Regions from separate parts of the Gossypium hirsutum genome. Here region 1 is linked to region 2. Evidence: chromatin contacts called from public Hi-C data. All regions are on one chromosome and are shown on one strand. Each heading gives the region's core, a stretch centred on a gene start, on an enhancer-like site or on the middle of the called end of the contact. The rest is flanking DNA. Distances are from core to core; before and after follow the strand shown. Region 1 holds the start of LOC107931066 (phenylalanine--tRNA ligase beta subunit, cytoplasmic). Region 2 has its middle 14 kb from the start of LOC107931051.

Region 1 (3,518 bases), core at 720-3,219, 140 kb before region 2:
TTTGGTAAAATTGCTTTTATGTTCTTTTGAAAATCATGGAAATATAAATTAGTATGATGGTAAAAATATTTTTTAGTCTGTTAAAATTTATAAATCTATTTAGGCCCCTAAAATCTTTTCCTTTTTTGCCCTCTCCCCTGGTGCCATTCATGTATTTAACACATAATTTGACGATTAGGTTAATGAAAGAAGCTAATTAATACAATATTGATACTTTAAGATAAGATTTGGAATTTGAGACTAATGTTATTTTGTTTATGTAGGTAACCATCTCCAAAGCTAGAGAAGAATGCCCACATTTGTGGATGAAAGAAGCTTTAGAAGAGTTAGTCCGCCGCCATATGCAGCCGGCAACGGATGAGAAAGTAAATTGAAAGAACTTGCAAAGTGAAGGGGAAAAAAAATTTATAGCAATCATGGGATTCGTTTAGTGTAAATTCTAAGTACTTGGTCCACCATTTTTTGGGTTCTTTCTATTGGTGCCACAAGTAAGAAGAAAAATAAAGTTGAAGAACGATGCATAAATGCATTTGAAGATTGTAGGCAAAAGAATCTCGTATGTACAAATATCTTTTGATTTTTCAAAATATTCTTTTGTGTATGTAAAAATATATATTCATTCTTTGTACAAAATTAATCCCGATAATGATTTTTCATTTATTTATTGCATAATTATAAAATTATTGGACTAAATCTTTGTACAGTTAATTTTATTGCTATTACTATTGTAATGCTATTGTAATTTAAAGGATATGGATCTGAACATGCTAGAACATGGAATATAATTTACTTTTAAGGATTTTGAGTTAGAAGTAGTTTAGATATTGTTTAAAAATAACTGAGGTAAAACAATATTTAGTCTCTGAACTTAACAAATTTTACTTAGTCAACGGATATCTTTTTAGTCCACGTGAATCTCAAAACTTGACACAATCTCAAAACACTACGTAATCATATTCGAATAATACATATTACTTTATCCTAAAAAATAATAAAAGTAACCTTCAAACTCAAATTACAAAATTTGAAAATACCATCCTTTTGGAAGGGCCATCATATTTATAATAATTTTCCACTTTAAATAAATTAATTAAATTTCAAACTCATATAAATATAACAACATTTTTTCTAACCATTGTTAAATATTAAAGGTAATACTTAGGGATGCAGTGGGAGGAGACGAATTTTTGCCTCCTTTGACTCCCGCTCTTAACAAAAAAAAATTTCACCCTAAATGCAAAACTTGAAATTTAACAGAATACTTGACTCCTAACCTAATCAAAATTTAATTTAATTATTTTATTTTTTTTTATTTTTGAAATAAATAAATTTTTTTTAGTTTAAATTTAAAATATTTATTTATTGAAATCAATAACTTAACATATACATATATTAAGGATATTTTTATAAATATTTTTGGAACGGGTGAATTCTCAATCAATGAAATCTCTTAATTGATATTTAAATTTAAGCAATACTCAATTAATTCTTAATTGTTTTCACTAATAAAAAAATAAAAATTTAAGAAATCTAATTTTTTTTGAATATTTACTATTTTTAAAAAAACATACTAGAAATGATTAGATTTCACTGCATGCCACGTGGCCAAGGTGAACTTAACAAAAATGTTAATGGTGTAAAAAGATGAAATGTTAATAGATTGTTTAAATTCGATTGAAGGCTCAATGAATTTTATTTTTGATTGAGGGATTAATTAATTATTAAATTATTTTTAAAGGATATTTTTTATATAATAAGCTTAAAATATTTAATATTATATTTTTAATTATATTATATATTTAATTAAATTTAAATTTAAAAAATATTTATATTATTTAAGTTAAATTCAGGCTAAGTCTCGAAGTGTGAAAATTTTTATCCAAGGCCTATCGGGCCCCACGGCTACCCATCATTTGGAGAGTCGTCGTTCATTCAAATTTAATAGTATAAAGACTAATTTGATAAGATGTCCATAATAGAGTACCTATCAGGTAAATTCACCCAATAGGAATCTAGTTTCGATAGCTAAAACCCTTTTCGTGACTGTGTTTGCTTTGAGAAACAAACACAGCTGCCGCCATGCCTACCGTCAGCGTTGGGAGGGATCGTCTTTTCACAGCTCTTGGCAGATCTTACAGTGAGTCTCTAATTAAATAAAGCCTCATTTTCCTCATTTTTTAATCGAATTTTCTCTTTAGCATCTAACGGAAGTGAAAAAATAAAAATAAAAATTCTCAGCTCAAGAAGAGTTTGAAGATCTGTGTTTCAGTTTCGGGATTGAACTTGATGATGTGGTGAGTGTTTTTGTTTTCTTACGATTTGTATTTATGAAAACCGTTTATGTGTATTGAAATTTTGAAGAGTGAATTTGATATTGTGAATCAGACAACGGAGAAAGCAATAATTTCGAAAGAAAAACATTTGGAAGAGGAAAAACCTACTGCTGATGATGAAATCATTTACAAGATTGAAGTGCCTGCTAACAGGTTTTATCACTGCTTATCTTTATGAAATTTTATGTTACTTTGATTTCGTTCTAATGATTTTGAAGGAATAGAACAATGTAGGTAGCTTCTCGAATGTTGTTTATGTGTTTATTTTAATCTTATTAAGGCCATTAGTCTAGTAACTGTTAGATTCGTTTGCAAAAATAGCTCCAACTTGAAATTAATCTACGTGAAAATTGGGGAGAATTACTTGGAACTTGATAATTCGTGCAAATTAAAAAGAAAAAAATTCAATGAAGGTTTCTTTGATTCCTGGACAGGTACGATTTACTTTGTTTGGAAGGTCTTGCACAAGCCCTTCTAGTTTTCAATGGAAAGGAGAAGATACCTAAATACACAGTTGCCAACATTAGTAAGGCATCGATGCTTAAAATGCATGTGAAAAAAGAGGTAGTTTTGAAGGTTAAAAAATTGGTTTTGGGTATTGACATACTTTTGGAAGTTACCGATAGCTTAGTTATTTCCCTTGGCTTGCAGACATCTCTAATCCGGCCTTTTATTGCCTGTGCGGTTTTGAGGGGCATAACTTTTGATGAAGCAAGCTATAACAGCTTCATTGATCTCCAGGATAAGCTGCACCAAAACATTTGCAGGTATCCTCATCTACCTAGTAAATCTGCTTACCATTTTCTATGTAGCCTCTGTTTGTTTATGCTTGAACCAGCAAAATAAATTAGCATGACCTTTGTTGGGATGACAGGGTGGGGTGAAAAGTAATCAAAAGGGGGAAATTTGTGCACAAAATTTGGTATAAAGCAACATGTATGAGTTTCATCTTCACGATACTGAAATTTAATTTAGCCCCTATGCAGAGCAATTCATTTCTCTATGCATGGGAAGTTATTTTGGGAGTGGTAGCTGCATTCAGCTGTTGAAATGAGTGTCGCATCCATTTAGAATTTTTCCAGCACTAAAACTGATATTCGCTTCCAATTGGAGCAGGATTCTTGCGCCTGGATTTTAATTTAAAGTAATTTTGACAATCACTTTACTCTTGAAATGTTTTTGATG
Region 2 (3,367 bases), core at 394-2,893:
ACTATTATAATTATTATTAATCTTTTATTATTCTCTTACATTGCTTGTTTGTCTTACTCCTCTATTTCTGATCTCATCATTCTTATTATGCATTTATTTTTATTCTGTTATGTTCATTGATATCGAAATTCATATTTGTTTGCTCATTTTTCGCTATTCCACTTTACCACGAATTTATATTAATTACCCAACGAAAATAATTCTTTCATAAAAGCAATATTTCGCGTTTGAAAAGTTCGAGAAAACGTACCCTAACGTGCTGGGTTTCGATTCCTCGTTCGACCAAATGGCCAAATACCCTTTTAAACTTTCAATAATAAAGGCAATATTTCGTATTTAGAAAATTCGAGAAAATCGTGCCCTAACTTACTGAGCTTCGATTTTCCTCGCGTTGTTCCTAAATAATCGAATACCCTTTGAAAATTGAAATAAATGAGGTTTAAATAAAAATAAAAGGCAAGCTTACTCTTAAAAATACGAGGTGTCGTGTCCTAACTTACTGGATGTGACATCTTGTTAATTCGAGATAAGAAGGAATTTTTCATTTTGATTTATCCAAGTAATTTTTTTTAAAAAAATAACGCAAATATAAAGAAGGATCGTATTTTTAAATTCTTTTCGAGTTTTTTAATTTTCGACATAAATACATTAAATAATCAACTAAGGTACCAATTTTGGGCGTGTCGAGGGTGCTAATCCTTCCTCGTGCGTAACCGACTCCCGAACCCTTTTTTCTGAATTTCGTAGACCAAAATCGTTATTTTAATAAAAATTAAATCGTTTATTAAAACAGCCACTCTTCTAGGTGACCCGATCACACCTCATCAAAAAAGATTGGTGGCGACTCCCACTTTCGTTTTCATTTTTCAAAACCCAAGTTGACCCCGTTTTCCGTCAAAAAAATGGTGTCAACAGTAAATATTGAATCCTATTTAATTTAATTTTTCAATAAAAAAACATGAAAAAAATAAGTTGTGGTCTATTGATTCGGGATTCAATAACATGAGTTTGTAAAAAGAAGAGTGTTGAATTTCTATTTTTGAAGATTCAAGCGGTCGCTGAGCTTTAGAGACACATTGGTCCTTTAAATTTTTAAAAATTTTAATTATACCATTATAATATTCTAAAATTTTTAATTAGACTTTAAAAAAATTAAAATCCTAAAAATGTCAGTTATGCTTTTCAAAATTTTTAAAAATTCCCAATAAAACTTTCAAAATTTTAATTAAACCCTAAATCTACCGCTAAGTAATTAATAATAAAAAAATAAAAAGGAGGCGTTAAATGGAAGATATAACACACAAATGTCTAAGATTTTATAACGATGATTAATGAATTAAACGAAAAAGTTAGTGGGAAAACAAAAAAAAAAAAGAGGTTAGGAAGTATATAATATATATTAATATTAGACATTATGATAATAGTATCATAAAATATGAGAAAGAAAACAAAGCACTAAAAATTTAGGACAAGAAAATGAAAAGGAAAAAGCAACCTAAGTGTTGTCTTTATCACCTCCATATAATATTAAATTAAAATTAAAATTAATAAAATAAAATTGATTGGTGATATTGTTGGTGGGTATATTGTAATGAAATGGAACTGATAGATGTATTGTTTCCCACTAACAAGTGTTGGGTTGGCCGTTTCTCCGACAATGCTTCGTGGGTTTCTCACCTCTTGTCCCTATGCCCTCTCTCCTCCACCCACCTTTTTGCCTTTTTTTTTTTTTAGGTTTTGTCTTTTGGTTAAATTATGGTTCTGGTCCCTCTATTGTATCATATGAGATTTGAACCCATGCCCTTGGTGGCTATGTGTTTCCTAAACTCTATGAACCAGATTAGGCTCTCCTATGAGTTAGGAGATAAAAACTGGGGATAAAACTAATCATAGACATCATAAGCATTATACTTCCATTATTTGTGGGTCCGAGTCTGACTTCCCTTCAACAAGTCTTTATATTTTAATATGTATTAAATGCTCAAATTAGGGCTGAACCTTTTAGAAGTTACTTGTATAATAGTCAGACATTTCAAAATAGTCAAATAAGTGTTGAACATTTAAGAAGGTGCTCAAGTAAGAATTTTTCAAATGTCGTATCTCAAGATTCAAATTTTATTTTTATCTTTTGTCATTTCAAGTAATATCTAACCTAATGGTGATGTGTTCTATTTTAAACATGTTGTTATCGCCTATTTTGTAGAATAAATTACGATGAAGTGTGAAAAAAAAAACTCTTATTTTAGCACATTTGAAAATGTTTGGTCATTTTTTAATAATTTCAAAAGTTTGACTCTTATGTAATATTTCGGAAGGTTTGTTGGGTCACTAGTTCATTCATCATGTTAATAGATTTAGTCCACTGCTGTGAAAAAAATCCATTGAAATGTGGCATTATTGGAATGTGGCCTCGTATTTTTTTATTTTTCTTTTCCCAGTTAAACTTTATTTTTTTAGTTTCACACTTAAACTCTTATTAGTGTAAATTATTTTATTATTATTTGACCACAACTTTTTCACTCTAAAAAATAGCTCATAACATAATTAGGTATTAGCTTTCATAAGCTTTCAGAGAATTTTGTGTTTACATTTTGAGAGTTCTTTTTTCAGGTTTCAGGATTTAGTTTTGTCTCCATCTTTGTACCCTTCGTTTTTTCCATTATATTAAAATAATATTTGTCTGTAGTTTTTTATCCTCTTCGGAAGAGTTTTTTTACGTAAATTATTTGGGTTTGATCTTTTCAATTTCTTTAATATTTTATTTGTTTGTTGTTTAATTGAGTTTTTCCCCAACATTTATAAATTCTAAAAACATCTAAAAAATAAATAGTATAAAAAATAAAAACAATTAATAAATAAAAATATGATTACGAAATTTAGAAAGCTACCATTTGACTTTGATGCAGAGTTGATCAGCGAAGTATTTTCAAGTTTTATACTCTAAAAATATATAAAGCTGCGGAACGAGAGCTAGTCTTAAGCATATTGATTTATAATTTTTCGTCATTTTTTGTCTTTAAACATGCGTTATTTGTCAATCACCATAAATCACGTCAACAATTAATTTTTTTTAAATTTTAAAAATATTTTAAAAAATTTAACAATTTTAAACATGTATAAAATATTTTTTTTAAATTTAAAATTAATTAACTGTTGATGTGACATTATCTACGTGTATACCAGATCAATAAATTTAACAAATGTTAATTTTTCATCTATTTTGGAGTGAGTTGACAAACAATGTAAGTTCAAGGCTAAAAAGAGGCCAAAAAAAATTAAATGGATAATTAAAATGATTTTTTTGTAAAGTTAGAGGGCCAAAAAATCATTATACCCAATTCTTATTTTATTTTGGGCAAACTACATT

What was found. A called contact is a pair of places that touch in the nucleus more often than the background predicts.
Region 1: a Hi-C map of leaf shows a contact between it and region 2, with 2.5 times the contacts expected there. The contact joins the promoter of LOC107931066 here to the enhancer-like site in region 2. A contact is called at or near these places in 2 of 34 Hi-C or Micro-C datasets (both in leaf).

What each region holds. Positions count from the first base shown.
Region 1 is chrA12:108,828,132-108,831,649 of Gossypium_hirsutum_v2.1, reverse strand. It overlaps LOC107931066 (phenylalanine--tRNA ligase beta subunit, cytoplasmic), which reads left to right and starts at 1,969. Exons shown (of 20, transcript XM_016862852.2): 1 at 1,969-2,137; 2 at 2,239-2,294; 3 at 2,386-2,486; 4 at 2,768-2,897; 5 at 2,985-3,100. The coding sequence starts at 2,080. It overlaps LOC107931000 (nudix hydrolase 4), which reads left to right. Exons shown (of 4, transcript XM_041083830.1): 4 at 264-395. The coding sequence ends at 374.
Region 2 is chrA12:108,685,232-108,688,598 of Gossypium_hirsutum_v2.1, reverse strand. No RefSeq gene overlaps it. Among protein-coding and RNA genes, the nearest start is that of LOC107931051, 14 kb to the right of the region's middle. Within about 2 kb of position 1,643, at least 4 of the 9 cell types and tissues checked have an H3K27ac peak or open chromatin away from gene starts, as enhancers often do. A contact at or near this core is called in leaf, where this site is marked.